Regions from separate parts of the Mus musculus genome. Here all the other regions are linked to region 4. The links are chromatin contacts, called in public Hi-C, HiCAR-type, capture Hi-C and promoter capture Hi-C maps. All regions are on one chromosome and are shown on one strand. Each heading gives the region's core, a stretch centred on a gene start, on an enhancer-like site or on the middle of the called end of the contact. The rest is flanking DNA. Distances are from core to core; before and after follow the strand shown. Region 1 overlaps Uggt2 (UDP-glucose glycoprotein glucosyltransferase 2). Region 2 holds the start of Uggt2 (UDP-glucose glycoprotein glucosyltransferase 2). Region 3 holds the start of Hs6st3 (heparan sulfate 6-O-sulfotransferase 3). Region 4 holds the start of Rap2a (RAS related protein 2a). Region 5 holds the start of Ubac2 (ubiquitin associated domain containing 2).

Evidence for each region. Promoter capture Hi-C pulls out the DNA fragments that hold promoters and counts their contacts. Hi-C and Micro-C count contacts between places; a contact is called where the count stands out from the background. HiCAR-type assays count read pairs that join an accessible place to other places. Capture Hi-C pulls out chosen DNA fragments and counts their contacts.
Region 1: a contact with region 4 is called in a HiCAR-type map of astrocytes, with 7 times the contacts expected there. The contact joins the enhancer-like site here to the promoter of Rap2a in region 4. A contact is called at or near these places in 11 of 39 promoter capture datasets (the 3T3-L1 cell line, the C10 cell line, cranial neural crest and 6 more), 6 of 484 Hi-C or Micro-C datasets (CD4 T cells, CD8 T cells, embryonic stem cells and 2 more), 13 of 115 datasets of contacts at active chromatin or transcription factors (astrocytes, embryonic forebrain, embryonic hindbrain and 7 more) and 3 of 9 other capture datasets (adipose tissue, embryonic stem cells and liver).
Region 2: a contact with region 4 is called in a promoter capture Hi-C map of neural stem cells. The contact joins the promoter of Uggt2 here to the promoter of Rap2a in region 4. A contact is called at or near these places in 5 of 39 promoter capture datasets (cranial neural crest, embryonic stem cells, hippocampal neurons and 2 more) and 4 of 115 datasets of contacts at active chromatin or transcription factors (astrocytes, embryonic forebrain, embryonic stem cells and 1 more).
Region 3: a contact with region 4 is called in a capture Hi-C map of embryonic stem cells, with 7 times the contacts expected there. The contact joins the promoter of Hs6st3 here to the promoter of Rap2a in region 4. A contact is called at or near these places in 7 of 39 promoter capture datasets (cranial neural crest, embryonic stem cells, frontonasal cranial neural crest and 4 more), 1 of 484 Hi-C or Micro-C datasets (embryonic stem cells), 10 of 115 datasets of contacts at active chromatin or transcription factors (astrocytes, embryonic stem cells, epiblast stem cells and 3 more) and 1 of 9 other capture datasets (embryonic stem cells).
Region 5: a Hi-C map of muscle stem cells shows a contact between it and region 4, with 7 times the contacts expected there. The contact joins the promoter of Ubac2 here to the promoter of Rap2a in region 4. A contact is called at or near these places in 2 of 39 promoter capture datasets (liver and pre-B cells), 2 of 484 Hi-C or Micro-C datasets (embryonic stem cells and muscle stem cells), 1 of 115 datasets of contacts at active chromatin or transcription factors (Th17 cells) and 2 of 9 other capture datasets (adipose tissue and liver).

Annotation. Positions count from the first base shown.
Region 1 is chr14:119,003,676-119,009,004 of GRCm38.p6, reverse strand. It overlaps Uggt2 (UDP-glucose glycoprotein glucosyltransferase 2), which reads left to right. Exons shown (of 39, transcript NM_001081252.2): 32 at 1-6; 33 at 858-942; 34 at 1,678-1,860. Among named protein-coding and RNA genes, the nearest start is that of Dnajc3, 68 kb to the right of the region's middle. Within about 2 kb of position 1,769, at least 375 of the 459 cell types and tissues checked have an H3K27ac peak or open chromatin away from gene starts, as enhancers often do. A contact at or near this core is called in CD8 T cells, adipose tissue, astrocytes and 12 more, where this site is marked.
Region 2 is chr14:119,095,466-119,100,940 of GRCm38.p6, reverse strand. Uggt2 (UDP-glucose glycoprotein glucosyltransferase 2) reads left to right here and starts at 1,507. Exons shown (of 39, transcript NM_001081252.2): 1 at 1,507-1,730. The coding sequence starts at 1,600. Gm16835 (predicted gene, 16835) reads right to left here and starts at 1,976. Exons shown (of 7, transcript NR_153786.1): 1 at 866-1,976; 2 at 427-653.
Region 3 is chr14:119,135,504-119,141,118 of GRCm38.p6, reverse strand. It overlaps Hs6st3 (heparan sulfate 6-O-sulfotransferase 3), which reads right to left and starts at 2,854. Exons shown (of 2, transcript NM_015820.3): 1 at 2,001-2,854. The coding sequence starts at 2,704.
Region 4 is chr14:120,474,696-120,480,137 of GRCm38.p6, reverse strand. Rap2a (RAS related protein 2a) reads right to left here and starts at 1,677. Exons shown (of 2, transcript NM_029519.3): 1 at 1,098-1,677. The coding sequence starts at 1,411.
Region 5 is chr14:121,875,337-121,880,953 of GRCm38.p6, reverse strand. Ubac2 (ubiquitin associated domain containing 2) reads right to left here and starts at 2,348. Exons shown (of 9, transcript NM_026861.2): 1 at 2,180-2,348. The coding sequence starts at 2,210. 1810041H14Rik (RIKEN cDNA 1810041H14 gene) reads left to right here and starts at 1,546. Exons shown (of 2, transcript NR_130999.1): 1 at 1,546-1,746; 2 at 3,943-4,095.

The sequences.
Region 1 (5,329 bases), core at 520-3,019, 1.5 Mb after region 4:
TCTAAGGTAGGTGAGAAGGTTCTCATAGTTTCAGAAAGTTACACATTTACACAGATCGGAATTCAGCAAAATGAAAGAATGAACCTCAAAAGGAAATAAACTTTTTTTCCCGTTTCTGCCAAAGTATTAGCTTATTTTCATACCCGCCATTATTATTATTTATTATTATTATTATTTATATTCTCTGCCAAAGGCCCCTGGAGGAGCAAATCCACTGGGTTTGTGCGTTCTTCTTGCCTAAATGTTAACAAGGTATACACCAGTGAGCAGCTTGCTTTTTACATGTAAGTTTTAAAATACATTTAAATTTTATTAATTTGATTTGATTTAGAATAGTTTTAATTAATGTTAGAAATGCGTTGAATTTAACAAGATAATGAGAAAAAATATATATTGTAAATTTTCCTTTCCCATGAAGGAATATCATATTTGGAAAAAGAACGAAGTCAGTGGAGAAGAAGAAGATGGTATTCAGAATTTAAAGAATATTTTTAAGAGTTTATATAAAGGACCACAAAGAATGCCTCAGAGATATTTCAGTTCTGATCCTGGTGCTTTAGAGAGCACTTTCAGGGGCGCGCCTCTCTCCTTCACTGAAAGGCCTGGGTAAAGCAACCACATGGCAGAGTCCCAGAATGCACCAGTCCCTTCTCTTCTGAAAGCCTTGTATTGATCACACAGTGGCTCTGTGATATTTGCACCCTTACATCCTTATGCACTGCCTATTGTCACAGCCATAATGTCTGAAGGTGTTTTAGTTTACCTCTACATATTTCACAATGTGTATTCATAAGTCATCATTTAAAGGCCTCTGAATATAAGTTACCCTGTATTTGTCTCCATGTCCTTTGACTTAGGATTATGATGCTTTCTGTTCTGCGGAACACCGAAACTCCCGTGAAGTTCTGGTTTCTGAAGAATTACCTCTCGCCAACATTTAAAGTAAGCACATGGCTATTTTACAATGTGGCTAAAGCTTGATACTAATTTCTTTGTTACCATTGTAATCTCTGAAAACATTTCCCTTTTCAATGTGAGGTTTTTAAATGTGTATTTGCCAAATAGGGCATGGGAGTGGAAAACACATGGACTGAGATGACACAATACAGGATCCGTCCTAGCAGATGCTATCACTAATTAGAAAAACCATTCTCTGGATAAAAACCTTGCAGCACTTCATGGCAAAAGTAATGCCTCTTCAAAACGGGGTTTTCCTTTCTGGTTTGCTTTTTCTCTCTGTTTCTTCTTCGTACGGTGCTTTCGTGCATAACATAAACACTGGTGAGTGCGCAGGTGTAAGCCTGTAGCTTTGCTCTGTTCACAGTAGCCAGGCCCTCCCTCCAGCCAGAAGGTCATTGGCCTAACTACCTGTCTGTCTCAGTTCCTGAGGAGTCTGTTTGGGGAAGCAAGGCAGCAAGCAGTGGGCGTGAGCTGGAGCAGGAGGCTGAGCCACAAGCTTGAAGCAGTCTTTCAACACTCTCAAAGCCCGCCTCCAGTGACGTACTTCCTCCAACAGACACGTCTGCTGCCGCTCCCTCCCCTTCCTCCTTCACACACTCCCTTTCAGCTTGGGAACAAGTTTATTAGAATAGTATTTAAGCAGTTTTCAGTTTCTTTATAATGATTTATAGTAAGCTTCTTCTAAAATGTATTGTTTGATTTGTTATATGTGTCTAGGAGGTAATTCCTCACATGGCTAAGGAATATGGATTCCAGTATGAGCTTGTGCAGTATAAGTGGCCCCACTGGCTTCATCAACAGACTGACAAGCAGCGAATCATTTGGGGTTACAAAATCCTTTTCCTTGATGTCCTTTTCCCACTGGCTGTGGACAAAGTCATATTTGTTGATGCTGACCAGGTAACAAGAGCGATTACTTTTTACTAAAGCTTGCTTTGCATCTAACTGAACATGAACATGAGGATTTGCATTGCTCATTGATTGTCACTGTTAGTTTTTAGACATACACGACACGACATTTTTTATATCCACTAAGAACCTGGAGTTTAAAAACACACTAGCAGAGCGTGCGCAGACGGGAAAGTGTGACAAGAAGTACCGTCTGCGTACAACATGGCAGTTCCTATCTGAAACAGCCATTATTATTATTGTATAATTTGGCAAGTAAAACTAAGACATGTGTACATTATTCGTTATAAAAACAGTTCCATGCACCTGCGCGGGTACGCACGGGTTCCGCGCACCTGCGCGGGCACGCACGGGTTCCGCGCACCTGCGCGGGCACGCACGGGTTCCGCGCACCTGCGCGGGCACGCACGGGTTCCGCGCACCTGCGCGGGCACGCACGGGTTCCGCGCACCTGCGCGGGTATGCACAGGTTCCATGCACCTGCGTGGGTATGCACGGGTTCCGCGCACCTGCGCGGGTATGCACGGGTTTTCCTCTAGCTGCTGACTTGCTGGGAAGGTTAGCGGTGAGTGGTGAGTGTGGCCCTTCTCTCCTGCGTCCACCATCAACAGTGAAACCATCAAGTTTCCATCTGTCCATGACTTACTTAGGAAAGGCTCTAAATTTAGCTGGAGATAATGAAAAGCCACCTTCATTTCCAAATCTGTATGTATAGAATTATTAGCTCATTTCAGGATATTTGTCATCAGTAATCATGAAAATATTTGACAAGTGTACAGAATTTCTAATGCAGGAATACTTAAGTGTTCGTGTATATAAAGTGAATTCACAGGATATAAACGACATATCAAGGACAAAGGTGTATTTTCAGGTTTTATATTAGAATTTGCTGATAAGCATGGAGTGGAGATGGGGGCAGCTTTTTTTCTAAGTCCAGCACTGCAGAGAGTGAGGCAGGAGGATGAGGAGCTCAGTGCAGAAGCACGAATGAGGCCACCTGGAAACAAAAGCCAACCGGGAGGAAAAGACGGCAGAGAAGAGAGCAGGGCCCTTGCCTGGGTGAAGTCTAAGCCACTGCCGTCTGAGCTCTGAGGCCAGAGACTATTTATCACCTCATTGTAGAACAGCAGGGGACTAAATGCAAAAATTTATTGCTGGGCTCCTTACTCTGGTGAGTCAGCAGCCAGAAGCCTCTCTGGCTAAGCTGGTTAACTCTTTGTGAACCACAGAGGAAGGAAAGGAAAAGAATTAAGATGCTGGGGCTGGTGAGATGGCTCAGTGGGTAAGAGCACCCGACTGCTCTTCCGAAGGTCAGGAGTTCAAATCCCAGCAACCACATGGTGGCTCACAACCATCTGTAACAAGATCTGACTCCCTCTTCTGGAGTGTCTGAAGACAGCTACAGTGTACTTACATTAATAAAATAAATAAATCTTTAAAAAAAAAAAAGAATTAAGATGCTGTATACAGGCAAATGTACACAGACGCATATACATTCAAACATTCATATACCCACACTCTGGCCGGGCCCAACTCTTTGTCACAATCAACTCCGAAAATATTCATGCATGCTTACATACGTGCATATGTACCTGCACACATGCATATAAACAGACATACACATTTGGATGGATGGATGGATGGATGGATGGATGGATAGGGCAAAACTCCCCAAGCCAAACTATTCATTCAACTAACAACTTTATTTCATTTCTCTGGCCTTATTATACTTTTAAAAATATTAATAATTTTATTAGATATTTTCTTTATTTACATTTCAAATGTTATTCCCTTTTCTGGTTTCCCCTCCAAAACCCCCCTATCTCTCCCCCTTACCCTGATCACTAACCCACCCACTCCTGCTTCCTGGCCCAGGCATTTCCCTACACTGGGGCATAGAGTCTTCACAGGACCAAGGACCTTGCCTCCCACTGATGACTGACAAGGCTATCTTCTATTACATATGCAGCTAGAACCATGGGTCTTTCCATGTGTACTCTTTGGTTGGTGATTTAGTCCCCAGGAGCTCTGGGGGTACTGGTTAGTTCATGTTGTTGTTCCTCCTATGGGGCTGCAAACCCCATCAGCTCCTTGGGTCCTTTCCCTGGCTCCTCCACTGGGGACCCGGTGCACAGTCCAGTGGATGGTGATTCCTCCAGAACTTCTTTTATTCTTGAGAAGAGTTTTTGCTATCCTAGGTTTTTTGTTATTTCAGATGAATTTGCAAATTGCCCTTTCTAACTCAGTGAAGAATTGAGTTGGAATTTTGATGGGGATTGCATTGAATCTATAGATTACTTTTGGCAGGATAGCCATTTTGACTATATTAATCCTGCCAATCCATGAGCATGGGAGATCTTTCCATCTTCTGAGATCTTCGATTTCTTTTTTCAGAGACTTGAAGTTCTTATACAGATCTCTCACTTCTTTAGTTAGAGTCACAACAAGGTATTTTATATTATTTGTGTCTATTGTGAAGGGTGTCGTTTCCCTAATTTCTTTCTCAGCCTGTTTATTCTTTGTGTAGAGAAAGGCCATTGACTTGTTTGAGTTAATTTTATATCCAGCTACTTCACCGAAGCTGTTTATCAGGTTTAGGAGTTCTCTGGTAGAATTTTTAGGGTCACTTATATATACTATCATATAATCTGCAAATAGTGATATTTTCTTTCCAATTTGTATCCCTTTGTTCTCCTTTTGTTGTCTAATTGCTCTGGCTAGGACTTCAAGTACTATATTGAATAGGTAAGGAGAAAGTGGGCAGCCTTGTCTAGTCCCTGATTTTAGTGGAATTGCTTCAAGTTTCTCTCCGTTTAGTTTGATGTTGGCTACTGGTTTGCTGTCGATTGCTTTTATTATGTTTAGGTATGGGCCTTGAATTCCTGATCTTTCCAAGACTTTTATCATGAATGGGTGTTGGATTTTATCAAATGTTTTCTCAGCATGTAATGAAATGATCATGTGGTTCCCCCCACCCCCCGGAGTTTGTTTATATAGTGGATTACATTGATGGATTTCCATATATTGAACAATCCCTGCATCCCTGAAATGAAACCTGCTTGGTCAGGATGGATGATTGTTTTGATGTGTTCTTGGATTTGATTTGCAAAAATTTTATTGAGTATTTTTGCATCGATATTCATAAGGGAAATTGGTCTGAAGTTCTCTATCTTTGTTGGGTCTTTGTGTGGTTTAGGTATCAGAGTAATTGTGGATTCACAGAATGAGTTGGGTAGAGTACCTTCTGCTTCTATTTTGTGGAATAGTTTGTGAAGAACAGGAATTAGATCTTCTTTGAAGGTCTGGTAGACCTCTGCACTAAACCCATCTGGTCCTGGGCTTTTTTTTTTTTTTTTTTGGTTGGGAGACTATTAATGACTGCTTCTATTTCTTTAGAGGATATGGGACAAGCACAAACACACAGTTTAGGGGAAGAAAAAAATTCAAAAACTAAGATTTT
Region 2 (5,475 bases), core at 258-2,757, 1.4 Mb after region 4:
GTGAATTTCATTCTCTCCAAACCAATGGTGTAGCATGTCCACTTCTCTGAATTCAACAGGAATTAGGATTCTTAGTATGTAACTTTAGTTATTATCTTATTAACTTATTTCTAACTTGAGTTTATTATGTCCTTTAATAATATATTGCATGTGACTTATACAGCAAGTCTTTTTTTTTTTTTTTTTTTTTTTTTGAGTAAAGATTGGCATTGTATGAGACATGCTGCCATTTAAGGCTGGCTCTGTCAACATCTGATTTCCTTCTATCCCACATCTCAACCAAAAATGAAAAAACGAAAACAAAACATGTTAAGGATTCACAATATACTTTTCCTCAGGCTCCATGACGGGAAAGCAAGTTCGGCGCCCTTAGGTAAACTTCCCGTCTACCTACCCAGGACCTACCCAGGCCTTTTCGATACTTACTGATCCTCGGCATAAATTGTTCCAGAAATGAGTGAGGCATGAGTCCTCAGAGAAAAGTGCCATCTACAGTAGGAAGTAAGTAAGTTCTGCGTTCAGGTCCTAAAGTGAAAATCCAGCGACACGACAGCTGACAAAAGAGTCACTGGGAGAGAAGTCAGTAGTGAAGGTGCCACTTTGGCGTCGAGATTCACCTGAGCAGATTTTTGAACAGCATCTTCTAAAGAAAACTAAACACGTGAGGGTAAATGGAGTGCTTTCTCTCTTTCTCTGCCTCTCTTCATCTGTCTCGTGTGTGTGTGTGTGTGTGTGTGTGTGTGTGTGTGTGTGTGTGTTGGCAGCTGGAAGAGATGGGGTGTACCCACAGAGCAGAGGTGTACACAAATGGGAAGCAAGGGCTCTGTGCTCCTCCTGAACTACTTTTTCCCCACTTTTCTCTTACATTTCACTGCTATCATTTTCCGACTTTTCTTTTTCTATTCAGCTGTAATCTCTTGAAGCAGCGCCTCTCAGTCTTGTGGGGCACAGGAATCACCTGGGCCTTCCAAGGGGCTGAGAGTCAGGACACTTCTGCACCCAACTCCAAAAGCAAGTGGCAGGCCTGAGATGCCACTTCTGATAGCAGCAGGAGACCACTGAATCCTGGGGGGTGGGGGTGGCAGTGGCGGGGAGCGAGGTCCAGCCCTCAGAACCAGCCAGAGAGCAGGGAAAGCCCACTGATAGATAGATAAATCACAGCTCTCCCAACAGTGCACACAGGAGTCGCCTGCGCCTTTTTACGTCATTTTTGAGGCCTACTCTCGCTCCTGCTCCCCCCAGGTGATGCTAACCGGAAAGCTGGCCCTCACCCAGGGTCCCTGACCAGCGGGGCTGGGGCAGCTCCAGCTAGCGGTAGATTGGCATGGAAGGCTGGGTTCCCCAGACCCGGCGGCGGACCCTCCGAAAATCCTCGCGGCGGCCCTGCGTAGGCAAGGGGCCGATGTCCACCCGGGGGCTCCCCCCACTGCGCCCCTGGACCTCGCTGGCCACGCATGCGCACGCCCACGACCGGCGGACTAACGGACTGCAGCTCCCCCCACCGGAAGTGGACGGCGGAGCACCGGGAGGACCAGACCGTAGCGTGGCGTCTCGCGCTTCCCTCGGCGTGCCTTGGTGCGGGCCAGAGCCACGAAGGGGATGAGGCTGCTCCTGCGCTCCGTCGCGCTGTGGCTCGCCCTGCTCGGCGCCAGCACGGCGACTGCGTCCAAGGCGGTGACCGCCCACTTGACTGCGAAGTGGCCCGAGACCCCGCTGCTGCTGGAGGCCAGGTGGGTGCCCAGGCCCGGCTAGCGCCGCGGCCGGGGAGTGGCGGCGGGCGGAGGGACCCGGCATCCCTGAGACATCCCCTCCCGCAAGATGCTGTCAGACCTCGCGATTCAGGGTCGCTCACAGTCCCATGTCCCCTCAGATCCAGTGTCCGCCCAGTCCTGACGGCAATCCGAGGCGTTCTCCCGCCTGACCCCAGCATCCGCTTAGATTTGCAGTCCTCTGGAGCGAGCCCGCGCCCCCTTAGCGTCCCGAGCCGCACACTCCATCCCCTCAGACCTAATCAGAGGCTCTCAGATAGGGTTTCATCTCGTCGTCCACCCACCCCGCGCCCCCCCACACCCATAGCACCAATGCTCTAGATGGTCCCTGGACAACTCTTGCCACTCACTCGCCCCACCTTTCCCACGCACCTACGATTTTTAAAACTTCTGTGTCCCAAGTTTATTCCTGTTCCTGCGCTCTTGTTGATGTAGAGGGCAGAATGTGGCCTTTAGTGCAAGCTCTTCTGCAAAGTTCTAGTCAGCAGATAGTGCTTTGGAGTATAATTTTGATTTATATCCAAAATTAACAGTGGAGAAGGCAGTTTCTCGGTTACACCCTCCCCCCCAAATATCTCATCCAAAGGGATTTGTTTTCCGTTCTGTTTAGTTACCTTGTAGAAAGCAGACAATCGTAATCCCGCAAGCAGAAATGGCAACTCTGCTTCTCATGGTGATACACCTTTGTAATCCCTGGGGATTACATGAGTCTGTGGCTAGTCTGAAGTTACAAAAGGGAAACTTTGTCTCAAATTTAGTTCTTTAATATTGAGCATAAGCAGTTTTGTAACTGTTTTTTATGAATTTACAAGACAACATCCCATGGTTCTACAAAACAAAGGAAAAATCCACCACTATATTGCCTTGCCTTTACTTGATGGCACACAGCGTTTATTGACTAGGAGATTCTAGCTCAAATGTATCTGCTTCCTCTTATCTACAGTGCGTCCTGGCAGTGCATGGACCGGATCCTACATTTAGTCCCAGTCAGTCAATTTTTTTATTATGTATTTATTCTCTCCTAAACTATATATCCAGACTGCAGTTTCCCCTCCCTCCCCAACCTCCCATCTCCCCTAGAACCCTATTTCCTTCAGAAAATAGCAGGCTTCTCAGGATATCAACTGAACATGGCATAGCCAGTTACAGTAACACTAGCCACAAAAGGCTGAGTGAGGCAACACAGTAAGAGGAAAGGGTCTAAGAGCAGGCAGAAGAGTCAGGGACTTCCTCTCCCAGTGTTAGGAGTCCCGCAAGAACACCAGACTATACAACCATAACATATATGCAAAAAGTCTAGTGCAGACCCACAAGGGTTTGGTGGTTGCTGCTCCAGTCTCTGTGAGCCCTTATGATCCTGCTTAGTTGATTCTGTGGGCTGTGGTGGTGGCCTCACCCCCATGACTCCTACACTTCTTCTTCCCCATCTCCTGCAGGGTTTGTTTGTTTGTTTGTTTGTTTTGTTTTGTTTGTTTGTTTTAACAGTTAGCTGTATTGTTGGTGTTTTAGTTTCATGAATTCCAGATTATCACTTCTGTAGAATGTTCCTTAAAGCTTTTGACAACCTAGTCTGAGCCAAATTTGACACCCTCTTTACTTTGTGGTAGGTTGAATGGCAACTCCCACAAAGATATGTCCACATCCTAACGCCCAAATCTGTCAATGGTCAAGTTTTTTGCAAACCTAATTGAGAATATTGGGGCATTTTTAATTAACTTAGTGGGCCCCAAGTCCAGGGTCATGACACATAAAAATACTTAAGAAGGTCATGCAAGGTTAGAGTCAGAGATTGGAGTTAAGTAGCCTCAAGTCACAGCATCTGAAGCCAATAAAACGAGCAGAGGCAAGAACAGTCTCTTCTAGAGTCTTAAAAAGTACTAAAGTACCATCCATTCACTGATTTTGGACCTGTGACATCTAGAGTCATAAGAGAATGTCTTTGTTTTTGAAGCCACCATAGTTTTGGCAACTTGTTACAACAGCACTGGGAAATTCGTGTAGATTTTGATATCGAAAATAGGATCTCAATGCAACAAGAACCCAAAACTGTGAAGTAGCTGTGAGTTTGGGCTACAAGAATTTTGAGAACTGTAGAAAAGGTCTATATCACCTTGAGGAGGCTACTAAAATAATGGTAATTCTGGTGAGGACTCTGTGAGTGTGGTAGAACTAGCTGTTGTTTTCTGGAGAATGAATAGTCTTGAATAAGATGTTGGTAAAAACATGGGTATTGAAAGTAGTTATGGGAAGGATTCAAAAGGGATGTGTTATTTATTGGAAGCAAGAGAAAGGGTGGGTCTTGATATATATCGACCGTATATACCGGCTAACGTAGGTTCAGCCACTTGTGAACACCAACTTGGACAGTTGTCCGTTACCTGAGGAGATTTTCAAGAACTATCCAGGATGCCACCTTGTAGCTCTTTGCTGCATAAGCTACAGGATGAAGAGAGAAATAAGCCATGGGAAAATGAGGCTACCCTTTGCTATTTGGAAATTTTCTCAGGCTGTTTATATTGGAAAGGATATGAAAATTAGGAAACTATCAATGTGATCTGGAGAGATGGCCAAGGCCAGGAAGGTCACTACCATTTGTTTAATGTAGGGAGGCGACTCCTGGGTCTATTCAGCCATTCAGCTGCAACTGTGGACGGTGGCAATTCCAGAATACCTACAAAACTGTCTAGAGCAGGGCTATAGTGAGAAAAATACGTATAACCAAGTGCTGTCGTATGAATGGATCATACCTTTACCTACAGCTACCCAGTGCAGGTTGGGTATCCCACATCTGATTCCCAAGTAGTTTAAAACCCAAAAATTGTTAGTGTGAACATGACTCCAAAGTGGAAAATTCTATACCTAATTCTATATCCTCTGAGCTTTCAGGGAAATGGTATGGTATAGTCTCTTGAGGGGTGAACACTTCACAGACAAGTCCTCTTTACACTTTAGCCAGCTTCAAGTTGTTGTATTAATTTCCCTCTGATGCACAAAGATTTCCTAATGAGGATTTGAGAGCTACATTAACCTGTGGGTGTAAAAATAAGATTTTAGAAGGCAGCTTGATATTATGCCCATTTAGCAAAACAATAATGGGTTCTCTCCTAGGACCTATAACATCCCCCTTGAGACGTTCTTCGCAAAGTTTATAGTACCAAACATGAGTTTCCTCCTGTCTAGTGACTCTTAAGTCCAATCAGAAAATAGTTGATTACTCTCACACATTCATGCCACTCTTGATACAATGGGCGTCCTTTTCCAGGCTGGTCGTCATTGCAGTGTGCAGACACAGACGTTAAGTGTTAAGACCATTGATGAGTTTTCTCCCCAAACGGTCTGCCGTTTGATTTCTTCATGTCTCCTGGTCTTTGGTATCTTTAGCAATAGGCTATTATATATGACTTTTACATAGTATTTATAGAGCTAATTATGTTAATGAACAATAAATGATCCCTATATTTACTATTTACCTTTAATATTCTCATTTTTTCTCACCTTAATGATATTTCATGTTGAGAGAAAAACAAATGACACATTTCTAAGTAGTTGATAATGATAAGGAAATGCCAAAAAATAATATATAGTATAATCTTTTTGACATAATTATATATATATAATTACTTCAGGTGAAAATTTCAATTCATTTTCATATTGTGTTATGGTAAATAGATATCAGTAATTTAATATTACTTTTGGAGTTCGTCAT
Region 3 (5,615 bases), core at 1,605-4,104, 1.3 Mb after region 4:
TTGGGAAGAAAGAAGGTTACACAACGTGACACAAAACACCACAAAATGGAAAGCAAAGCAAAGCAAGCCCATGAGTGATGATGACCTCGTGACTTGTGGAGCAAAACGAAATGGACGTTGATGAGCCATGGGTAAACTGAGAACAATAGTTGCTTTAGATAGAAACCACATGTTTAAATAGTCAAGGTGAGATTTTCCTGTGTCAGAGAGTGCAAAGAGAGTGCACAGCTCCTAGAGAAGAAGACTCAAAGCTTGTGGCCTACACCAGGCCTCAACAGCAGGACCCTCCCCACCCATCCAAAACCCAACTACTACACAATTCCCATCCTCCTTAATACGTGTAAATCTTCATTTACTCACTAAGACGTTGCTCTATTTGTTTTTGTTTTGTTTTTTTTTAATACTGACACTCATTGAAGGTCACCAGGGGTTTTGATGTGCTAATGAAAGATTCCAGTTTTATTTACTACAATGGACAAAATGAAACAGGCTCCCAAACTCTTTGGGATCAACCAGGAATGTCTAACATCTAAATCAAAGGCCACTCCATGGAGTGATGTAGAGCAGAGACAATCTCACCGAAGTCACGTGCAATGCCGTGGGGAGGTTGAATGCAATACTTAACTTAGAAGTTTTAAGCTAAAACACAATGGTGGGTTTTAAAACAGTGTACTCAGTGTACTATTAAAATATTTACAGGTGTAAACCCCTTCAAGCACACTAAGGGAGAAAGACTATCAGCTTCTTATTCTCACCAATTTCTATCAAACACAGACGGTAGTAGCTGGGAGATAAAGCATTTAAAAACCTGCCAGAGTAAAAGGCAAAAAGATTCCTATAATGAAAGTCTGCTCGTTCTCAGGGAAATGAAGTAGAATTAGATGCCGCAATCGTGACAAAATTCAGAACCTGGGCAGAATCTGGGCAGTAAATGAAGCTTTTCACTGATGTCCAATGCAGAAAGCTATCTGACATCAACATATTGAGCTGACTGTTTCAATTCCTATTCCCTTACACCAAATTGTTTGAAACCTTTGAGATAAAAACTTCAATAAAACTAGTGTTCTGATCTTTTAATATTTTATTCCCTTGAGCATGTCAGATTAATCTCCAGATGGCAATGGGCAGAATGAGCGACCAACCATGTTCTTAAGCCCATGATTCTCTGAAAGGACAATAATGTAAGCAGCTGCATTGGCAGCAGAGACTTCAAACTTTCTCAATCCTCAACAGCAGTACTGTTTTAACCGGCTAGCTTTCCTCTCGCTCATTAGATCTTTGTATCCACTCAACACATACCCAGGCACACAGTAGGCATTTAACAAATAATGTTTAAATAAACTGTTGGAATGGCTTAAGGGGGAAAGAGGCAGGCAGTCTTACGAAGAACAGCATGAGTCCAAATCCTGGCATTGCCCAGCAACAAGGACCATCTCCAGAATTAGGGTTATCACAGTGGAGCACGATTTTGCACGTGTAGATCTTCAAAGCGGCATCAAGAGGATTGTTCTCTAAGCTGGCAAGCAGCCATCCAAGAGCCACTTAGAAGGACATTATGCTCCAGCCTCACCATTCCTGAAAAACTATGTCTGCACTCCCGGATCCCCTATTCTTTGGATTTCCACCACATAATTTAAGTTCAAGACTCGACCTCTCTCCCTCGACACCCTGGTTATTCCATAGCTGTTCTTTAGTGTCTGCTCCAAATACCTCATCACACAATGCTAGGCACTGTGCAGAATGCACATCAGGATGGCCGTGGACATGGCTGAAGGTGACAGGGGGTGGCAAGAAACAGTGAAGCATGGGAAAGAAACCAACTCAAGACACCCCCCCCCCCCGGTGGGTATCCAGCGGTTTCTCACCCTTCACCCAAATTCGCTGCCCACCCTTTGGAAAGCCACTGCCAAACAGCTAAGGGAGCGCGACGCGGGACTGGCGGGGTCAGGACTTGGGGGAAGGGAGTGGGGTTCAGGAAACCAACAGACGCGGGACAGTACCTGGTGTGGCTGTGGTTGCGGGGACAATCCTTCTTCTCCATGATGGCCGGCACGCAGTTGGTGAGCTCGGTCCAGTCGGCATGCAGCCCGCAGCTCCAGCCGGTGGAGAAGCGGGAGAAGAGCCAGGTCTCCTTCTTGCCCGGCCGGTGGCAGGTGCACTTTTTCTGGCCAGCTTTGCAGCTGCATGGCTGCTCCAGACGAATGTTCTTCACCAGGTGCCGGCCGAACGTGGTGCCCCCGGTCTTCTGGATGTGCAGGAACACGATCACATCCCGCCCTTTGATGTTGAAGTCCACGAAGCGGGTCAGGTCCTTGAGGGTGAAGTTGAATCGAGGCACGAACCGGGGCAGGGAGCCGTTTTCGGGCGCCTCGGGGTCCGGCTCCTCCTCTTCTTCCTCCTCCTCCTCCTCCGGGTCCCCGGGATCCTCATCCTCATCCTCGGGAGCCGCGACCCCACGAGACCCCTCGGGCGGTCCCCGGGGTGGCGGTGGCAGCTGGGGCCGCCGCTCCCACTCATCAAGGGGTGCTTGTGCCCGTCGGGCAGGACTCGGGACAGCGGGCGGGCGGGCCTCCCCGGAGCGGAGCTGCTCCCCGAAGTTGGTGCATGAGCTGGTGCAGGAAGGGGACACGTACTGGTACATGATGACCACGAAGAGGAGAGTGAGCACCGGCGTCAGCAGCCACTTGTTGAACCTTTCATCCATGGTCCCGTTCTCAGGCCGGCAGGTGAGGTGGCTGCGGCGCCAGCGGCGCGATCGGGCGCCTGCTCGGAAGTTTCGGGGACTCCGGGGCGCGGCTCGGAGCCCGCCGCTCCTCCATGCCCCTGCCGCCGAAGAGAACGGCTGTCTGGCTGCCCCGCCGCACTCCGGGGTTGGCAGAGCCGGGGCCTACGAGCGGAGCCGAGAAGACGGGCGCCGGCGCCGGCGGCTGTGGCGTGGGGCTCCTCTCGATCCCTGGGGCGCCGGGCTCCAGCCGGCTCCTCTTGTACCTGGACGCGGCGCTCTCAGGCGACACGGAGCATCCCGCCGCCGGTCGGTAGACGCTCAGGCGCTGCGGTGCGGGGTTCGTGTCCCGGACCTTCCCGGGGCAGCTGCGGTGGCGAGCACAGGAGCTGCATGAGGCTCACCAGGGCGCGGGCCAAGGGCGAAGGCTCGGCCCGGTCCCGCAGCCCCAGCCCTCCGCGTGCACCGCGCCCGGCACCTTTGCCCACGGGTCCCTGGGCGCCGAGAGCCCGCCGCAAGTTTGCAAAGCCGCCCCTCGGCGGCGGCGAGCAAGACGCCTCTGCGGAGCCGCCTCCCGGGCAAATCGCACTACTGCTCCGGGTCCGCCCGCCCAGGCGCAGGCAACGCGCACACACTCGCTCACGCGGGCTGGCACCGCCACAACCCGCCAGCCGGTGTGACAGGAGCCCTGCTACCCGCAGCAAAAAAACCTGCCCTAGGTACGGAGCATGCGCCAAAGCCTTCCTCAGCCCCGGAGGAGTTTCCAGGGGAGGAGTCCACGGCTCCGCGGGGCTCGCGGGAGGCTGCTGGGGGTGGGAATCCCTTCAGCCTGGAGCCTAGGGAGATCTGGCAGAAAGGCTACCGCGGAGCGAGAACAGGCCCCATGGAGGGCGTTGCTAGCGATGATCTGATTCCTCTAAATTGCAACATTGGCAGCTTTCTCAGTGTGAGAGTGGACAGAAACCTGGTTGGTCTTGTTTGCAGGAATAAAACACCCCTATGGCAGAAAGTCTCACGCAGACTAAACAGGCGGTTGCTTGTCCTTCCTCAGCAGGGTACATAGGTTCCAGACTTCATTTACTGCCTCCCAACACGCTCAAACTGATGCTCCAGTTTGTTCCAAGCTTCCTCAACTATGAACTTAGTAGGTCCAACACTACAACTTTATTCAACCAGCAACCATTAAAAAGCCTGCTTTATAAAGAGATTTGTGTTTGATGCGAACTCCCTTTCCATGGCTCCAAGACGCAGCCCTGCAGGATATAAGTCCTAAAATCCATTCCATTAACACAAAGTGGGCTCTTCGATGTTCAAGACTCGCCCTTTTCCCACCCCAGTAAGAAGCAACATCAGCTGCCCTCACCTGTGTTCCACAGTGAAGACCTCCTTCGTTGTCCACCGAGGTTTTCATTAAAAAACTTCTTTCGAGTGTGTACATTTTGAATTTGCCCCAGGATCCAAACTTCTTTGCTTAAATACACTTTATGGTTTTTCAGATAATGCATTGATACACCGTTCAATTCACATCAGTCTGGAGTATTTGACCCACGATGTCTAGACCAGCTAGGGCTGATTTCCAAGATAAGAGTAGCCCTGTGTTGACATTTGGGGCAATGCAGTGTGAGTCCCTGACCCAGACTAAAGGTGGCCCCAATAGTTACCAGAGCCACACAGACCCCAGTTGTGGTCTCCCACACCAGTCGCACCAGCCTACTGTCTCCTTGGGGGCACTATGCGGGACTTGTTCCTTTCTGAGAACAGTGTTGGCCTCTTCTGTCAAGTCCCCACATACAACCATCACTTCAAATCCAGATCTCCTTCTCGAACACCAAAGCTTGCTCATCAGAGGTTATTTTTATTGTTCTAGACAGGTGGAGTTCTTCCCAACAAAACATTCCCCCTCTGCTTCCACCCTGTTCTCAACTTTATGTGCAACTGCAGGACTGAGGGCTGTCTATACTGTAGAAGTCCAGGTTCCTAAGTAGGGTGCTAGATACGACGACTCCACTTCTCTAAAGCTTTTTGCACTCTTTTTTTCTCTCTCACTCAAGTTTAAATTCCTGGTAATGACACCATATGACACTCCAAAACAAGGAATTGTGCTTTTTTAAAAGCAGAACCCAGTAAAACCCAGCAATTGTTTCCTAGATGCATCGAATTGACAGGGACATTTTTTAAAGGCTGGAGATTGATTCCAGCCTTAAAATGCATGCACGGGTCCTGGGTTTCGATTTCCAGAGCTAATTATTCTTAAAGCTGGACATGATGGCCAGTGCTCCTAATCTCAGCATCTCTGCTAAGGAAGCAGAGTCAAGACACAAGCCGATCCCTAGGACTCTGATAACCAGCCAGCTTAGCCTACTGGGCAAGTTCCGGGCCAATGATAGACTCTGTCTCAAACAAAAGGTAGATGGAATTTGACGAACAACATCCCAAAGTGTCCTCTGGCCTCCACATGCACAAGAACACAAGAACACATGCTGGAGTGGGGGTATTTCACTTCAGGTAAAAAAAAGAAAGAGAGAGAGAGAGAGAGTCATTATGCCTTTGTACACTGTTTTATTGGAGAAATATCCTATTTTCTAGAATATTCTTAGTATCCATAGCTAAGTAGAGCCTTTATACACAAATGAGTAGTGGGAGTGTCGGTGGTAATCTGCAGAGTGGAAAAGCACTTTCCTACCCATCTTCTCATTTGCTCCTCAGAGCAGCACTCTAAGGAGATTCTACAAAAAGAAGATGGATAACATCTCATTTCTGAGATGAGGAGACTGAGCCAAGGAAAGCCAGGTTAGAGCAAAGTCAAAGCTAGAAACATCTAACACTCTGAAATCCATTCAAATCACCACCCAAGAAATCCACAGAACAACAGAAACACAGCTCACAGCTTCCT
Region 4 (5,442 bases), core at 428-2,927:
AATAACTTGCTCTGAGCTCTGAAGTGTATAAACCCCAAATGATGGATAAGTGTGATTGTTTCTACCTAAACCTTCAATGGTGACTTCAAATGTAGCTACAGGTAAAATAATCCTGGAAGACTGTCAGTAGTATTAGTTAATAAGGACCAGAGAGGAGCGTTATCAGTAAAGAAGAACTAGAAAATGATGCCAGAACTCTGTAGTAACATGTTAGACTTTCAGTATTTAAAAGGTTAAGGGGAAAATGCATAGCATCAACTTAAGAGAGAACAAACACTAAAAGCATTCAGGTCACCAGCCACATGCAAAAATACATCCTTTGAACACTTTATATCAGGAAAAAGCTTGTTTGCTTCTTCTTCTTCTTCTTCTTCTTCTTCTTTTTTTTTTTTTTTTTGCATTAACTTTAAATTAGCTGATACACAAGCCAGAACTCAGACTAAACTTCTGTTTGTTTTCCAAGAATAGCCTCCTTCCCTGTTCTTTTTTTTTTCGGGGGGGGGGTGCGGGGGGGGGATGAGGAGGCTAGCTTTTAAGAGAGAAAGAGAACTGAATCTGCACGCTCTCCGCGTAAATGTCACAAGTGTGCTTCTATATGCCAAGCCAACTGAATGTTGTGTGGTCTTCAAATTATTTGCCAATGTGTCTTTAAAGTTTTGCACTAATCCATTTCTGCCAACCTCCTGGCAACATTTAATCTTTTCCGCAACGAGAAAGGTCCCCCCTAACTTAGTATTGACACTGTCACAAGATATGTATGTACAAATTTCGGCTGTCAAACCTCTTACGGGTGCATTTAAGCGCGCGCTCACTCTTCACAGGCGTGCCTACACTAAGACAGCTCCCCTTTCCCTAGCGCCCACCTACTCATCCCTTCTTTCCTTGCAAGTTTGAAACTTTGTTCTTTCTAGGGTCCCGAAGAAGCGCTACCAACGTCCTAGAGACAAAGGGCTGGGCTGAGGGTTAACAGGATGCCCAATTTCACTTGTGAAACAAAGCCCACAAATCTGAGCCCCTGGAGGAGGTGGTGTAGCCCGGGCAAGCCAAGGACCGGGATCGCCGCAGCCACCGAGCCCCGTGTGCCCCGCTCTGCTCACCGCTTCACGCGGATGATCTGGTCCCGCATGGGCTTGATGTCTTGGAAGCTCTGCTGGTTGACCAAGCTGTAGACCAGGATGAAGCCCTGGCCGTTCTTGATGTACAGGTCCCGCATGGACGCGAACTGCTCGGTGCCCGCGGTGTCCAGGATCTCCAGCACCGAAGGCGAGGAGTCCACCTCGATCTCCTTGCGGTAGAAGTCCTCGATGGTGGGGTCGTATTTCTCAATGAAGGTGCCGGTCACGAACTGCACGGTCAGGGCGGATTTGCCTACCCCGCCCGAGCCCAGCACCACCACTTTGTACTCGCGCATCGTCCCTGCGCGGCCGCCGCCGCCGCCGCCGCCCGCGACATAGACCTGCGCCCGCGCGCCGCGCCCCGACCCCGCGGCCCCGCCGCCCTTACGGACTCGTCGGCTCACGGCCGCGGCAGCGCCCCGGGCGCCGGCAGCGGGGCTGCAGCTGAACGAGTCGTGCGCGGCCCTGTGAGCGGGCCAAGCGGGAGGACGATGCAGCCCCGAGGGCGAGAGCAGCAACAGAGCTCGACCTCGAGCCGGAGCCGCCCGAACCGCGGGCCCGCAATGCCGCCCGCCCCGCCCCTCGCGCCTCCACGCCCAGCTCCCGCCGCCGCTGCTGCCGCCGCCGCCGCCGCTTCCCCAGCGCTGGAGCGCGCGCCCGAGCCCAGCCGCAGCGCTGCCCGGGGCGGAGCCAGCCGGGTGGGAGGGGTCTATAAGAAAGCCCGCCCCTCGCGCCGTCGCCTAGCGACCGTCCGCGCGCTCCAGAGAAGACCGGCTTCCGCGACACCCGGCAACACCCAGCCTGACCGGCCTCCGTACTGCGTCTGCGCGCTCTCCTCCGCCCGAAGGCAGGCAACGTCAGACGCCCACGCTCGGGGGTTTGCGGGAGGTGACGGTGGAGGGACCGTGGGCTTAGGAAGCCGTGCGCACCGTGCTTGGGGACCTCAGGACGGGCCGGCCTATGGCTGACATACATGACTCAGCCTGTCAGCCTTCGGAGAGCTTTGGCTTGATCCCGTTATACGTAACGACGTGAGCCTTAAGGGCCGCCGCCATGAGTTACACAAGCAAATCGAAGCTCGGCTAGTCCGTGGCGCCCAGGCTACACGCAAACCCGGTCCGCGCCCGATGACGTCACCGGCCCGCCCTCTAGCCCCGCCCTTGTCGAGTTTGACGTAAGCCGAGCTCCTCCCCCCGGGCTGGTAGACAGCCTTGGGCGCCTGGAAAACCTGGAGCTCGGATCCGCCCCCCACTGTCGGGAGACCCCAGAACATCTCAGCAACAGCCTGCGGGGGTGTCTGCGCGGAAGCTCGGATTCACTGTAGCCAATCAGATTGTGAGTCCGGACTCTAGACTACCACTCTTGACCAATGAAAAGGCGTCTCATCTTGCTAACCAATTGGTGTAAGACCCAGTGATAGACTGAGCCAACTCCCCTCCGGGGCCTGGAGGGGCTGAGAGTTTGCGCTTGCGCACGGCCTGGTACCCAATCGTAGGCCAACTGAGGAGTGACAGAGGGCTGGGCGGAGCCAATCAAACCTGCACTGTGGAGACAGTGCAGGGCTGCTGGGGAACTGGGAGGGGCAGGGTTCGAGCGCCCGACCCCCTGGTGTTCTGGCACCGGAGCGGGTTGCGTTGGCAGACAAGAGGGATGAGTTCTGTTCTAACGTCGCCTCCGTGGCATTCTGCCTGGAGATGGGCATGGAAGTGGTGGCAGAGGATGCGGGCTGGATCGTGGGCTGAATCGAGAAAACTGGGACTTTTGTCTTCAGGGTGAGAAATTTTCCGGTCCCTCAGGAGACATCCATCTGGCAGCAGTTGCTGTGGTCCTCCGATCATGCCTCCTCAAATGTGTATTTTCTACCCCGTTGTAAACCAGCGTATCTTTGGCCCCCGAATCTTCGTCATACGCTCCCAGCCACAATCGCAAATACATGAAAATTTACACCCTCTGCAATAACTGTTCGTTGCATTTATCTTCATTAAACCATGTCCTTGAAATGACAACTCTAACCATAACTACCTCACACTTTTCAGAAGGCTGTATTTTTTCAGTTCTGTCAGAGCTTGGTGTACCTCTCCACCATTCTGATTTCTTACAGAGGTCATTGTAGAGTGGATTTCGGTCTGGGTTCTTCTAACAGAGGGACATTCTTTTGCCATCTTTTCTGTCACTTGTCAAAGTACAAAAATGTATTCTGATATAGGAGTCCCCCAAATGCCTATTGTTTCTGAACATTTAAGAATTTATATGCTTGAATTACCTAGCTACAACATAACTGCAAGTTTTTATTGAAAACAGTTTAGAGCAAGTGCCTTGTCAAGTTAAAAAATGTCAACTACCATCTCTCCTTGCATCATATCCATGGATGCTTGGTTCCAGGACACCCCCGAACCAAAATCCTGCAAATGCTCAAATCCCGTGTATGAAGTGGCATATTTGGACTTAGCTTACATGCTCTCTTGCACATTTCAGTTCTTTCTAGATTCCTTGTAATGCCTAATATTTTGCAAACGTTAGGCTAATGGTTATACAGTCCTTGGGGGAGTGACTCATAACAAATCTACATGCTAAGTACAGTACACCATCCCCCAATAATTTTGAATCGCTGCTGTTTGGATGCATGGATACGGAAGGCTGCCAATATAGCTCAGGTCAGTCGTGACTTCTCAGTTATATACTATGGAAGTTTGAGAACTTGAAACTTAGAGAACAGGCAGTGAAGAAACTGTAGGGGGAAGCATCAGGAATGTTTCACGGGAGTCAAAACTGAAGAGGCTCTGCTCTCAGTCTAAGCTACTCATATAAGGTAGTGAACTAAAGTTGAGGGAGCTTCCCTGTGTGCTTCATGTCTGAATGACTCTGTAAGACAGAGTGGTTTTCTGTAAGACAGGCTTGGTTGTGACTACTTCTGCTCCGTAGCAGCTATAGTTTTCCCAAGGAAAAGCAGAATGCTTCTGGTACAATTCAAACTGTATGAGTGATAACATTTTCAGGTGTCACGGGGATTAAATACAGCCTAGAAACATGTGTTTTTTGTGAATATGACAACCTGCATTGGTTGCTTTTCTCACTGCTGTGGCCAAATACTTGACAAAAGAAACTTGAAGGAAAAAGCTTGCTTTCACCCATGCCTCACAGTATAGAGTCTGCAGTGGTTGGAATGGCTTGGCACTAGGTGGCTAGCTGCCTGTGGCCAGAGTGGGAGGCTGTTCACTCACATCTCTGACACTCTGGAAGAAGGGAGTTCTGAATGGCAGTTCTCCTCTTCCCCCTTTTTTCAGTCCAGTACCCTAGCTGGTGGGGTGGGTGGAAATGCATTCAAGGTTCTTCTTCCCTGCCCTCAGCCACTCCTCTGAAAACTCCTTACAGACATGCCCCAGAGTGCCCCACTGCCCTGGGTGCATTTTCATCCTGTTCAGTTGGCAACTGAAGTAACTATTGGGTAGTTTGTGCCCTACCTACTACATGGTCTATCTATGCACTGTCTAGTACATAGTCTACCTATTCACTGTCTACTATAGTCTATCTATCTATGCACTGTCTAGTGCATAGTCTATCTATCTAGTACTGTGTGGGCTGAAAATCTAGATAGGCAGTGGTCTGTGGTGTGGGCTTGTCTTAGGATTTTGGATCCAGGAGCTAAGCAAATCTTTTTGTGATTCCTAGTTCCCCCAGAGTTGGGAGTCTGTCAACTAAAGTAAACATAATAGACATTGTCACAAAGTTGTGGGTGGGTTGCTAGTCACATGTCCTAGCATTTCTCAGGCTTTTCTCCCTGACATTTCATAAGCCTTTCTACATTTTCATGAGGTATAAAGATGGCAGCCTATGGTGTGGTATCTGTAGTCTGTCTGTTTCCCATTCTGACAGGCCTGTTTTTCATCTTATGAAAGTAGTTGTTTTGTTTTGTTTCTTTGTTTGTTTGTTGCTTTCTTGTTACTAATATATAAAACAAAAATTATGATCAGGAATATATTTTCTTACCTGTTATGGCTTGGATGAGGATACAGTCCTGGTTTGTGGTGGCATGTAGACTATTGCTTGAAAGGTGAGTTGCTATAATTAGAAGGGCGTCAGGGTAGAATGTGGTGGTGTATAGCTCTAAACCCAATTACCAGGATTTCTAAGCACAAAAGTGTTCAAAATTCAAACATGCCTAGGCTGCATGAGTTCAAGGCCAAACTGGGAAACTTAGTGAGGCCTGTTTATCAAGGCTGAGGTTCTATTCCCAGTATAAGAATAAAATAAAATTGAAGATTTGGGGGAAATATTGGTGTCTATATCCTGATCTTAATTATGTTCGTGTCTATGTCTATATAAGTAC
Region 5 (5,617 bases), core at 1,099-3,598, 1.4 Mb before region 4:
ATCACTCAGCGGAGTAGCTATGTAGGAGAAAACACTGAAGCAAGAAAAGTCATTACAAGCCGGGAGGTGGTGGCGCACGCCTTTAATCACAGAACTTGGGAGGCAGAGGCAGGTGGATCTCTTGAGTTTGAGGCCAGCCTGGTCTACAGAGTGAGTTCCAGGACAGCCAGGGCTACACAGAGAAACCCTGTCTTGAAAAAAAAAGAAAAAGAAAACAAAACAAAACAAAAGGAAAGAAAAAGAAAAAGTCATTACATTCAGGAACGGCCAAATGACTGATCTAGGGAGAACCACCACTAAGCTCTATTGTCAAAATCAGAAACATTGAACCTAAGACTTGCCTAACACCGTGTTTCCAAAACCAAACAGTTCACAGGTCCTGGATGCTTGTCAAATGCACACCTAAAGCATGACCTAAGCCATCCCAGTAACTCCTCCGCTCTGAACACCGGCTCGAGGGAGCTCAAGAGGGACCTATAACCTCAGCTTTCCCTAGGCTACAGTTGGCCCTGAGAACACACCTGTTCAACACGCACCCATGCCAGCTATAACAAATGATTACCTTTCTTAAAGCTGTGCTACAAATGCGACTACAACCTAATCCATACTGTGCTGCCCTCGATCAGATTTCTCCCGTGTGCATATGTGTGCGCACGTGTGTGTGCACGTGTATACCTGTGTGCATGCTGATATTGGGATGTCTTTCTGAATCACTCCACTTTTTTTGACACAGTAAACTGGCTGGCCAGCAAAGCCCTGGGGAATCTCCTGCCTCCACCTCTCACTGGTGAGTTATAGACACACACTGCATGCCTTAGCTTTTACATGGGTATTGAGAATTAGAACTCAGATATTCATGCCTGCAGGACAAGCTTCATAACCACTGAGCCATGTCCCCAGACTGTCACTTTTTAACTTTTACATGTTTGGTACAAAAGGGTGCCTCAAGATGCTGAGAACAACTAAAATCGAAGAAATCTGCTGTTGACAGATCCACCCACATAGTGTAACCCTAGGAAAGCCACACTACCTTATTCATCCAAACAGTAGTTTGAAGACCAACTCACTAGTAGTTCTGATGGATTCTGGGGCCAATACGTCAACGTTTCCATAACTTAAATTAGGTACTAAATATGGAGATCATAAACAACATTAAACCTACTTCAAAGCCTGAGATTACGGTGAGAGGTGAGGACGACTTTAAATTATGTCGCTGGCTCTGACAGTCAGCTCTCAGACTATGTAACAGGAGTGTTCTTTGAAAGGCTCATGACGTTCACAACAGAATGTACCATCTGGAGATGCCAGGCACTTCTGTGCTCTAGCAACATTAACTTCACACGCAGAGATGGGAAATACCGACAGAGAAAGAAACTGCGAACTGCGGCTTGTTCAAACAGTTTGCTGTTAGTGTATCAATGCCTAATCTCAACACTGTTTAGTTAAGAGTCCACTCTCTAAAGTCAACTCAACATAATGTCGTGGGGGGGGGGGGTGCCTGGAGGTTGAATAAACTTCTCCGCCCTCTACCTGCTGACCACCGCAGACACTCCTGGAGAGTGCAGCGGCATCCAGAAGCAAAGCTTGCATTCTCTTGCCAAGTGACTTCCTAACTTCACTGAAAAGCGCTCACTTTTTCAGCTCGCAAAAACTCTTCAAGGACAACGGGTAAGATGTACGTGGAAGTTAATATTGAGGGGGCAGATTCTGGAGCGGAGGATGAAATTCACACGTTCCAGGAATCAGGTGGGTCCCAAAGAAGCCTGTATGAATGAAGGGGGAGAGGGAACCGAGCAGGGTTCCAGCGTCGCCCCCACGGGAACATCTTCCAGCCCCGCACTCGAGTCGCCAAGTGCGTGCGTGGGCCCGGGCCACGAGATGAGCGGGGCACCCGGCTGGACCCTAACTGCCCAGCCCACCTGCAGCAGGGCAGGAGCTGCTGCGCACCTTGTGGGAGACGCCGGGAGCGGAATGGACGTGGCACCCCCTCGGCCCTCGGGGCTATGGTGGGTGCGGCGCCCGCTGCCCCCTAAGAGCAAGAACTGACAAGGCTCGGGCGCGGGAGGCAAGGGGCCCCCAGCCTCCTGCAACCCCGAGTCCCCCGCTGCCCCGAGCCGGGTCCGGGAAGAGCTCGGAATGGAGCGAAGGGCGGCCCAAGGATGAGGGAACCGGTACTCACAAAGCCCACTGGAGCCGGTGCTGGTGAACATGGTCCCGCCGGGCCCGGAGCCCCCGCGGGGCGTCAGGGGGAGGGGAGGCAGAGGTGGAGAGCCCCCAGCGACCGCGCAGGCGCACTGTCAACCAGCGAGCGAAGTCGGCCCGGCGAGGCGCTCCGGAGCCGCCAGGAAGAAGGCGCATGCGCAGCCCGTGGGGCGTGCACACTCGGCCAGAGCCCGCCCCTTCCTTCCCAGAGAGGAAGTGCGTAGGTGCGGGCGAGCCGGATGGTAGCTGCTTCCGGTAGTTCGGGGCGGGTTTGGCGCATGCCAGAATTCCCAGTACAGAACCTTACGGCGTGAAGCGCCGTGAGCGAGCCGGTTCTTCCGCCACAGAACACCAGGCCTTTCTCGAGACCTCTGACCTTTCACTGGGCGAGACGGCCGCGAGTCCCACGCATGCTCAGTACTTCCGTGTGGGCCTTGGCGCTCAGTGAACAGTCTGCTTCCGGTGACCCACCAAGCACCTGGGGTTGCTGGGGTGAGGGTGGACAAGACGGCTAGTAGAAGAAAAAGTTTTAAAAATACACTTAGCTTTCTGTTCCGGGCAGTGGTGGCGCACGCCTTTAATCCCAGCACTTGGGAGGTTGAGTTCGAGGCCAGCCAGGTCTTAGAGAGTGAGTTCCAGGACAGCCAGGGCTTGGGGGGGGGGGGGGGGACTGTATGTTCATCCAGTTGAGTTATTTCGCAGGAAAATTATTTCCTTATGATCTTCGCAGAAGCTGATTCCCACAAAATCTGTAGCCCACTTAAGACTGGTTCTCAAACTATGGGGTCCCTGGGAGCACTGAAGGGTGTTCAGAAGACCCGGCCGATTTTTGTAGTAATGCTAAAACGTGTATTTTTCCTTTCCCGTTCTTTTTCATCCATGAGTAGTAAGGTTTTCCAATTAACCAGCGCCTGATAAACCAACTGGAACTGCAGGACGACCAAGTGCGTGTTAAGGCAGATCCCCAGTTGCAAGTAATCTAGAAGCCACCATTTAAACTTTGACATTTTATGGAGGGAAAAATGCCATTTAATCTAAGTGCTTGCTTTTCTAATTCCAGACCTACTCTGGGTGAGCTTTTCTTCATATACTTCATCCAAAACATCACAACAAACTAAAAAGAGAGAAGTGCGCAGGGAATCCCCACAGGGTATTGAGCCAGGCATTAAAAGCATTCTTCCTTAAAATGGTTTGCCTAGGAAAGTACCCGGTGTCAAAACTGAATGGTTGAATTTGGACATTTTTGCCTGATTCATCTAAGAAATGGCCCTATAGTGGTTAAATACATAGAAACGAGGGGGATAGTGTAGATTTAAGGAAAGCTTCAAAGTCACATTATGTCTCTTAAATTACTGTTTTGAAATTTAATCCTGTCTACTTAAGTCCTATATATTATAGATAGTAACCACTTATGGTAAACTAATATAAACTATAAAAGGTTATTATCTAATCAGGGTTAGAGAGGAAGAAATGAAGTAAATTCCTCATTCCGTTGAACATTAGTATGTTTGGAAGATCTGAAATCTGAAAAGATAGAAAGCTGTGAGATGAACAGTAGTCAGAAGTTTTGTAGCAGTTGCACATACTGACTGATATCAACATGAAAACTCAATCGTCACAAATTCAGGGCTCATAGGAAATGAAAACACTTGAGTGGAAATATACCAAAAATGAAGTGGTCAAAACTTGAAACTCTTGAAAATTATTCCACAGGAAACACTTTTTTTTTTCCTCTTCCAGTATCGTGAACATCAGTGCAGCAGTTCTGGTCACCTGGATTTATAAACACCAAGAAGTAGCAACAGCCAGTGTGCAAGTCACTGACAACCCAAGTCACCAAAAATCTTACTGAGAACCCATTAGCTCCTTGAATTAAAGATTATTTTGTGAAAAGAGGCTTGATCGTCTTGTTCTGCACCTGAAATAAAGCATTTCCCATTCTGTTGTTTTAAAATATTTACTCTGTAACAAGTGTACATAATTTTGTTTTTATAATAAAAAAGTAGTGATACCAAAATATGGGACAACTTAGATATATATTTTACCTATGTCAGAAGTGTTAAGCGAAGGGATTAAGTTGCACGCAGGGTTAATATTGAAGAATTTTAACATTTTCAGCGTTTAATCATTCTCAGAGATTTCTTCACAGTTCCTATCTGTAGTAGATAAAGGCTAGTTTGGAAGACAGTGGCTTAGAACAGTATTCCTAATGTTTTTTTAAAAGGCTCATTTTTATTTAACATGTATGAGGGTCTGCTTGTATGTATGTAGGTGCACCATGTGTGTGCCTAGTGTCAAAGGAGACCAGCAGAGGACACCAGATCCTCTGAAACGAGTTACTGGTGGTTGTGAGCAACCATGTAGATGCTAGGACCAAACCTGGGACATAAGAAAGAACAGGCAGGGGGCTGGTGAGATGGCTCAGTGGGTAAGAGCACCCGACTGCTCTTCCAAAGGTCCTGAGTTCAAATCCCAGCAACCACATGGTGGCTCACAACCATCTGTAATGGGATCTGATGCCCTCTTCTGGTGTGTCTGAAGACAGCTACAGTGTACTTACATATAATAAATAAATAAATCTTAAAAAAAAAAAAAAGAAAGAAAGAAAGAACAGGCAGTGCTCTCCAAGGCTGAACCATCTTTCCAGCTGTGTACATTGTTAATCTTAAGGCTTAAAAAGTAATGCAATCTAGATCTAAAAATATATTCATAATAGCAGGCTAGATAATCCACTCACAAAGGACTTAGCAAGTTAGCTTATGTTTTCAGGATATGTTTTAATCTATGGGAAATTTACTTGGAATTCAAAAGACTTAGTTAATATAATTACTAAAAGTGGATTTAGCTAAAATCTTCATTAGCCCTTTAGAAATACCTATCAAAGGCCATGCACCTATCATAGGCACCTATCACATGCCTTTAGTCCCAGCACTCCCATTCGGGATGAAGAGGCAGGTGGATCTCTGAGAGTTCAAGGCCAGCCTGGTCTACAAAGCAAGGTCCAGGACAGCCAAGACTATTACACAGAGGACCCTTACCTCAATAAATTCAAACAAACAAACAAACAAACAACAAAAAAACTATCATAGACTTGGTCTTGGTACCAGCATTCTGGATGATCTCTGTGAGGCTAAGACCAGCCTGTTCTATAAATCCAGTTTAAGGCTACTCAGACTACACAATGAGACAAACACAAAATGTATTCGATCATTTTTAGTGCACATACAGATGGTTTAGGGGGAAGGGGTTTCAGGGCAGTAGAACTAAAAACAAACAAACAAACAAACAAACAAAAGAAAAAAACCAATAAAATGTAATTTGGTATCCCTCTCAATAGAACCTCATTAAGTTTCACCTATTCTTGCCTTCTGTTTCAGCCTGGATCTCCCAAAGACCCTTGAGACCAGTTTTGTCA